Regions from separate parts of the Hordeum vulgare genome. Here region 2 is linked to region 1. A link is a contact called in public Hi-C data. All regions are on one chromosome and are shown on one strand. Each heading gives the region's core, a stretch centred on a gene start, on an enhancer-like site or on the middle of the called end of the contact. The rest is flanking DNA. Distances are from core to core; before and after follow the strand shown.

Region 1 (3,906 bases), core at 1,159-3,658:
ATATCACACCGTTAGCAGAGAGAATACAAATAGCTCGCGGTCCTTGTTGAGAAAATGATATAACCTTCATCGTCACATCCTGAATCAATATCCAACAACTTTCAGCACCACTGATAATTAAGGTCTTCATAAAACAACTTTATTTGGTAGTAATCCAGGGGTTCGTAAGAGTAGCAGTGATTAAACATGCAGAAGTAAAAGTAATCAAATTCAAGAGAGACAAGTCTTAAGGCAAAAACACAATTCATGGGTAACACTAGCATCAAAATCAGGCAAAGCCTTTTGAGAAGAGCATATTTGTTCTCTCAAATAAAGTTTCAAGATCAGGACAAGAAAATATACGTCTTGACCAGACTGAAAACCATCCAATGTAAGCTACCAGCCATGACTTAAAAAGAAGCATTGGAATCATACCTCACCAGGAGCAACAGTGATGATATGAGGAGTGAAATTCCCACCGGCAGAACAGGCCACCATGTCACCTACAAGGACATGCTGCGGTTAACAGACTGACACCAGAATATCACAAAGCGAAGTGAAAGTTCCAAGTGGCCTAAGATCATCTGCTTCCAGAAAACAGGCGATCCAGACCAGTAGCCATTCGCACAAACATAAGTAATCCCGAATCATTTTACGTCAAATGCTAACATGTTATATGCTACAAATTCATGATGCTTGACAAAAAAGTTTCACCCCAACCATCCCCAATTGAACTAGCAGACTCACAAACCGGTTGTCACGGGGCGGGCGTGAGAATTATACATAGCTGTTGCACGTTGCCATCACAGCAGAGACAGCGATGACTAGAGCTACCAAGGGAGGAGTACCTCCATCCTAACTGGAGGGATCTTGTTATGATCCATATTCTCATTTGGTTCCAGAATCAGTAGCCAGCAGCAGCAGCATCACCATGCCACCATGCCTCCCCCACGGAGGCAGAACCCCCACCACACAGACAAGAACAGAACAGCAAGAGGCCTTAAGGATTCAGTAAGGATATGCCTCCACCTGTCCCCTACTTGCTCCCCGAGCTTCGAATCTTGGATGACTGTGCATCTGATCATGGATAGAAGGGGGGCGAGGAGACAAGAAATATTCGGATAAGAGAGGGACAGGCACGGACAGTGTCATGACAAGGAACGAACTAACGAGTGACGCCCGACTTCTGCCATTTGCCCCTCTGCAGCAACCATCTATTATTATTATGTAGTACTAGTACTATCGTAATTTCTGAGATCTATTCTGCGGAAAGTTTAGTAAATAATCCAGTTTCAAATTTTTCAATGGAAGATTTGTGGATTGGGGCAAAAGATTAAAAGTGTTACGCCAGATTTTTCTGAACATTTTTTGGGGGTGGGGAAGAGAAGTGAGCAGGAGAAGGATACCAACCAATGGAGCTGAAGTGGAAACCGAACTGCTGCTGCTGCGGCTGCTGCAGCTGGTGGTGGTACGGCTTGGCCGCCGCGGCGGCGAAGTCGAGGGGCCGGCCCCTCCCGCGCTTCATGGCGGCTCCAACCGCGGCCGCAGGCGTGTACTGCCCGGCTGCGACGGCGGCCGACATCGGAGCCGACGCGGAGATCGGCGTGGCGTTCAACGGCTGGATCAGGCTCCCGTCCGGGCCGTACTTCCTCGGCCTCCCCCTCTTCTTCCCCACCTTGAGCAGCGGCCCCGCGGACAGAAACCCTCTTCCTGCGCCCGCCACCATCGCCGTCATCATACCCGGCGGCACAAACAGACCACTCGGGCTAACCATATCCACCGGCGACGGTGCGGGTGCATGTGAAGCTGCCGGAGGCGGCACAGACGTCGGCGACTGGAAGCTCACCGTAGCCTCCGGCACCACCGCTGCCGCCGCTACCGGTGCAGCCGCAGTCGGAATCGGAGAGCTCGCTTCCGCTGCCTTGGCCTCCATGCGCGCAGCACTGGAAACAGAAGTAGAACCACCTCCAACTAGGGCCTCCGACACGAGCTCTCGCCATTAGAGCTCCCACGCACTGACCCCATCCCGCACCACCTCCGGCTCCCTCCTTAAAACCCGCCCCCAAAAAATCCCCAGAAAAAAAACCCAAAAACACCGGGAAAAAGCCCGCAAAAATAAAGCAAAAAATTCGACAAATCCCAGGAGCAAAAACAAAACTGAGCTGCAGCCGTGAGGCGAGAGGAGGAAGAAACCGAGAGCGAGCGGGCGAGCCGTCGGAATGCAAAACAAAAGGGGAGGAGACGGAGGAAATAAAAAGGCAAAACTAAAAGCAAAAAAGGGGAAGGGGAGAGCGTGATACTCCTACAAAAAAAAAACGACTAAAAAAACGAAAAATAAACAAAATTATCGGGGCATTAAACTAGTAGCGCCGCGTCCGGGGCGATGATAATACTCCAGTCGAGTAATAAAGAATTCGGACGCGAAATTGTCGCTGTGCGTCCCACGGCGAGTTTTTAATGCGGGGTTCGAAAAATGCCGTTCGGGAGGGGAGGGGAGGGGCAGAACGGGGAGACGGAGATGTTGGGCCCGGCGCGTTTAAGCGGGTAAATTGCTGGGTTTCAGGCGTGAAGGCGCGATTAGGGCGCGGTTTGGGGGCGGATTTACGGGTGTGCCACTGTGGGCTCGTCGTCGGCGGCTGGCTTGTCGTCGCGTGCGGGGCTCCGGCGAGTCAAAGGGGACAGACTGTACAGTGGAGTGAAAGGGGAAGCTGAGCTCTACCGGTCCGTGTGGAAGCAGCTCTGGCTCTACCAGGGGCAGTAGTGTTTTTCAACGGCTAGTCTTGTCTGGAACGAAATGAAGAAACATCCATATACTCGACTTAGGCAAAAGTTTTCTCCCCAAGTAGTGCTATCTCGGGGAAATTCTGGGGAGCTGCTCTTCTCGGTACTCAGTAGAAGTAGCCCCTGATATTGTTTTGGCGCATATATATAAAATACTCCATCCGTTCCTAAATATAAGACCTTGTAGAGATTTCATTATAGACTACATACGGGATAAAATAAGTGAATCTACATTTTAAAATATGTCTATATACATTCGTATATATACCATAGTGCAATTTCTACAAGGTCTTATATTTAGGAACGGAGGGAGTATAAGGCTAGTTTGTTTGTCCTGTTTAGGCTTCTCGTGTGTATCCAGACTTGGGTTCCAAGCCACCGTTTGAGAATAAACGCCATACTATGTGTGCTAATAAGGGGTGATTGCATAAACATTCAGGTCACATCACCGCGTAACCTATAGCTGCATATTGCATATAAAAAACTGTTTGGTAGTTCACAAGTGAAGACATGTCCCGCTCTCGTCCAAAACCAAACACACACCAGACAGCCCGACCAAATTAATAATATTAATAATAACTTAAAATAAAAGAAAGCTTACGCACCCGCCAAACCCTCCACTAAGTAAAGTAACCGCCGTTAATCTATATATAGTGTCCAGCTCTATTTCTGACCAGAAAGGGATTAAACCTTTTTTTTTTTTTTGAGCGGAAGAAAGGGATTAAACATCACCAACAAGTAAAGAAAAGAGCAAATCGTAGGAAACCGGCGGCAGCAACAAATGGCTTTTCTTGCTCACCTCCTCTGTGTATACTAACTTGTCTTTTTTTTTCGTCCAGCGATACGCACATATGGGCGTGTAGTGTCTTCCCCCTGCTTCTGCTTTTGCCTTTGGTTCCTTTTCTTCGTCGTAACGTGTCGAAATAAAGCGGAACAAAACAGCGGCACTGCGCGCGCATGCATGCGGCATTCATGTGAGAACAGAGGCGAATGTGGATAGGCTTGAGATTAGGCTACAGAGCACCTGCGTGCGTCATGATCCAACGGGAAGCCGCCGTAAGAACTCTTCAGAGTACGTGGAGTACTTGGACCGTTGGAGTGCATCTTCATGCTGCGGTGGTCGGTGGTCAAAAGACGGATCATAAA
Region 2 (4,301 bases), core at 1,427-3,926, 360 kb before region 1:
TTTTTCGACAAGCAATCGCCCCTGCGGCTCGCCAGCGGCCAGGTTCATGCCTGGTTCATTCGTGCGTGAGCGTGGGCGTGGTATTCTTAGTTAATCGTAACGGGCACCACCATCTGACCATCACGGTGCATGCGTCTCTGCTGCCAGAACGTTAATTACTTGATGCTTCCATGTGATTTGGTATGGTTGTATGATGGCGACGGCATTTCTCGTGGCGGCGTGATGGCCGCGTCGTGGTGGCCCATGGGCCTGTACTTGCGGCTGCAAATGCCAAATGCTGACCCACGACGTGGTAGTACGATATACGCTGGTTGCGCGCGAACGGTCGAATTAATCCGGGAGTTGCCATTAATGCGCGTCGCCGTTTTCTTGGCCGATCACATGAAGGATACACGGTGGCCATTCATCTCAACTCACGCTGGGCGATCTTCGATTCCTCTCTCGCGCGCGTGCCATTAATGGCCATCACGGCGCATGTATGCGCGATGCCTTCCCGCCTAGGATCCATTCGGTACCACGTAGCGCCGCTTGCACCGTACTGCGTGGTGCAATCGTGCCACAGCGTGGCCTGTACGTGCTCGCATGTCGACGGATCTGCGTCGCGCGGGCTGAGCTCGTGAGAGCTCATCCCAGCAGGCTAGTTTTTTTTTTTTTTTTTGAAAGATCCAGCTGATGGCTTGCATATATTGAAAAAGCAGATAGCAATGCGCGAATACAAAATAGGGGGGATGATCAAAAGATCAAGGACATAACAGGAATAAATTCCGAAAAAGAAGTGAAAAAAGATAGCATGCTACAGGCGGCGGACTCCTCACGTCAGTTCCCCAAACGGGTGCTCAAGGAAAACTGCTCTTGTTTGCGTCCAAAACTCTAGCGTTGTTGTGATGGATGTGGGTATATTTGCTGCACTGGCTGTTTTGTTTTTAAAGGTGCATTCATTTCTTTCCTTCCAAATTTCATTGTCCTGGCGCCTTTTTTGTATTCCGGTCTTGCCTTGCTTATTATCTTGGAAATAATTTCTCTGATAGATTTTTTGTCTGCCTAAAATGTTGGGCTAAGTGAGGCACATCCGGTGCGAGATGCTGTCTTCATCCATACTGTTGTTGCCACCTTGCATTCCCAGATTAGATGAGCCGTTGATTATAGATTCCTGAGGCATAGCTGACAGAAGTAACCGTTTTTCCATCCCCTTCTTTGCAATCTGTCATTGCACCATAGCCTATTTTTGTTCAGCAGCCGTGTAAATATCTTGAGTCTTTTCGGTGACCAAGTTTCGATATGAACTTGCTTATTTCTGATTTGTGCTTAGCAGGCTAGCTGTGACATGGCTGCTTAAGCCAGCAGGGTCGTTGAGAATATGCACGACATATCCGATTCCAGACTACTCATATACTAGTACAAGTATTATTTTTGTGTATGTATTTTACCCGTCGCCGGTCACTCCAGAGCTCCAAAATTGGACGGACCCACGCCCGTCCGCCCGCCCTGCTTCTTTGTCCATGTCACCGTCCCTTGCTTGCATAGCAACAAGATGGACGAAACAAAACCTTTGCTCTATGCTCCAAGGAAGACAAGACACTACTATAACGTAGTAGTAGTGGACATTAGTGTAAGTAGCAGCACGCCACCGGGCGCAGGCAAAACGCACCAACGCCCCGATGAATTTCCACGTCCGATGAAATTACCGCTAGTAGTAGGAAAATGGACAAACCGGCCGTGGTAAAGTCCAAGGACGGAAAAAAAGCGATGGGAGGCACCAAAGGATCCGGATCCATGTTTGGTGGCGTGCGGCTTTGGGCAGGAACTCGACACCCAGGGGCTGCGCACACCAAATGACAGGCCAGCCCTTTCCGCCTGCCGTGTTTTCTTGCCTCGGTGCCAGGGTCAGTCTGGTCATTTTGGTCGCGCCAGCGCTTGGGCGGGAGCGGGACGAGGTGGGTTTGGTGATATACAACTGCGAACAGCGAGATGGCAGCGTCCGTAACGACGACACAAAAGCGCGCGGCAGCCGTACCGGGCCCACCGCCCAGGGACGGCTCCCCTCTGGGCTGGGCCCATCCACCAGCTTCTGTGCCATACAGAGAAATTCCACCCTTCTGTTTTTTTTTTCGCCGCTCCCTTCTGTTTTTTCTTAGACGTCCCTTTTTTTTAGTCGCCAAGAAAAGATACTTGTATGTATTTATTTTTTTGCGAAAAGACACTTGTATGTATTGAGGAGTATTAAACGCAAATGATGGCTCTATGTTGCGCACCCTCGGACCTCGGTATATCACCGTCTTGGCCTCTTCGCACCACAAACACAAGGACCTCTACGCATCATATGATATTTTCACTCCACTCACATAACAAACTGTTGAAAATGTCACATACAAATACTCGACCACAAACGGAAACAGAGATGGTTTAACATAATTGTATTGTATTGTATTCGCCCATAGAAAAACCACCATTATTTGTATTCGAGCCTGCTTATTATCTGGAGCATATAATAAAGCAGGACACCAGATTTTTAAAAACCGCCGTTTGGTCGTCAAAGGGCATTTGCAAGCGAGCGAAGGAGCGCCTCCACGTGGCGCCCCTGCTCTGCTGCGTCCGTCCATCCATGTGGCCCCGGGCCCACCGCCTCCACCTCGTCCTCGTTCCGTTACATAAACATCGCCCCCCCAATTCCAGTTCCCCGCATTCCAATTCGAACCAGCGACAAAAGCCAAGCGCAAGGGGAAAGAAGAAGAAGAAGAAGAAGAAGCCTCCAAACCGCGGGCGATCCCTCCCAAGCTCCTCGCGCCCTTCGTCCCCGACCTCGCTCCCCTCCCCTCGCTCGCCTATATACATACGTACGGACCAGCCACTGGTTCCGCGGAGCACTTTGCTTTGAGAGCGGAGGTCCCCGGCAAAGAAGAGGAAGAAGCGCTGCGGTGTGAGGAGGCTGCATCAGCAGAGATGGAGTGGCTCAACGAGTACGAGAAGCTGGTGATCGGGATGGACACCCCCAAGGTGGTCATTGACAATGCCGTCTGCCCCACGGCCACGCTCGTCCAGGTGTGTGTCTCCTCTCCGTCGACCTCCTGCGTCCGGTGTCCGGTCTCCGGCAGGTTCTTGGATGGCGTGCTCATTTTTCTGTGGTGGTTGTTGCAGGTCGACAGCGCGAGGAAGCGAGGCGTCCTGCTCGAGGCGGTCCAGGTGCTCGCGGACCTCGACCTGTCTATCAACAAGGCCTACATCTCCTCCGACGGCAGGTGGTTCATGGATGTCTTCCATGTCACCGACCGCCTCGGCCGCAAGCTCACCGACGACAGCGTCATCACCTACATCCAGCAGGTATGTATGGGAAGGAAACAACTTTTCTCGCTTTCTTCGCCTCGCCGGAGCCGGAAAGGGGCAGCATTTCTGATTCGGTTTCTTGATTTGGCTGCAGTCTCTGGGGACCTGGAACGGGCCGTCGCAGCCGGCGTCGCTTGAGGGGCTAACGGTGCTTGAGCTCACGGGCACCGACCGCACGGGGCTCATCTCCGAGGTGTTCGCCGTCCTGGCCGACATGAGCTGCAGCGTCGTCGATGCCAGGGCGTGGTCGCACCGTGGCCGCCTCGCCTGCCTTGTCTACCTGCGGGACGAGGATGTGGCCGCCGCCGGTGTGGAGCGCATCGAGGCCCGCCTCGCCCCCCTGCTTCGCGGAGACTCGGAGGCCAGCGGCGGCGCTGTGGCCGCCGTCCCCGCCGGCTCCATCGCGCACGCCGACCGGCGCCTCCACCAGCTCATGTTCGCCAGCCGCGACCACGAGCACGCGTTCCCAACGCCCTGGGTGTCTGTGGAGAGCTGGGCCGAGCGCGGGTACTCGGTGGTCACCGTCCAGTGCCCGGACCGCCCGAAGCTGCTGTACGACGTCGTGTGCACGCTCACCGACATGGACTACCTCGTCTTCCACGGGACCATCGACACCAACGCCGGCCAAGCGCGGCAGGAGTTTTACATCCGTCACGCCGACGGGAGCCCCATAAGCTCCGAGGCCGAGATGCAGAGAGTGAGTCAATGCCTGCAAGACGCCATAGAACGGAGATCATTCGAGGTACTTTACACGCCGATTTCCTACTGTGCTAAGCTTCCCTAATCTTTCTCATTCATGGATGCTTATGTGTCTTGATTTCTGAATTTCCAGGGAGTGAGGCTGGAGCTGTGCACGCCAGACCGGCCGGGGCTGCTGTCGGACGTCACCCGGACGTTCCGGGAGAATGGATTGCTGGTGGCGCAGGCCGAGGTGTCAACCAAGGGCGACATGGCCAGCAATGTGTTCTATGTCACCGGCA

Evidence for each region. A called contact is a pair of places that touch in the nucleus more often than the background predicts.
Region 2: a Hi-C map of seedling shows a contact between it and region 1, with 1.9 times the contacts expected there. The contact joins the promoter of LOC123411005 here to the promoter of LOC123410818 in region 1. A contact is called at or near these places in 1 of 6 Hi-C or Micro-C datasets (seedling) and 1 of 1 datasets of contacts at active chromatin or transcription factors (embryo).

What each region holds. Positions count from the first base shown.
Region 1 is chr7H:418,734,343-418,738,248 of MorexV3_pseudomolecules_assembly, reverse strand. LOC123410818 (AT-hook motif nuclear-localized protein 1-like) reads right to left here and starts at 2,408. Exons shown (of 5, transcript XM_045103759.1): 1 at 1,390-2,408; 2 at 415-482; 3 at 1-79. The coding sequence starts at 1,912.
Region 2 is chr7H:419,091,962-419,096,262 of MorexV3_pseudomolecules_assembly, reverse strand. It overlaps LOC123411005 (ACT domain-containing protein ACR8-like), which reads left to right and starts at 2,676. Exons shown (of 4, transcript XM_045103921.1): 1 at 2,676-3,039; 2 at 3,136-3,318; 3 at 3,416-4,063; 4 at 4,154-4,301. The coding sequence starts at 2,941.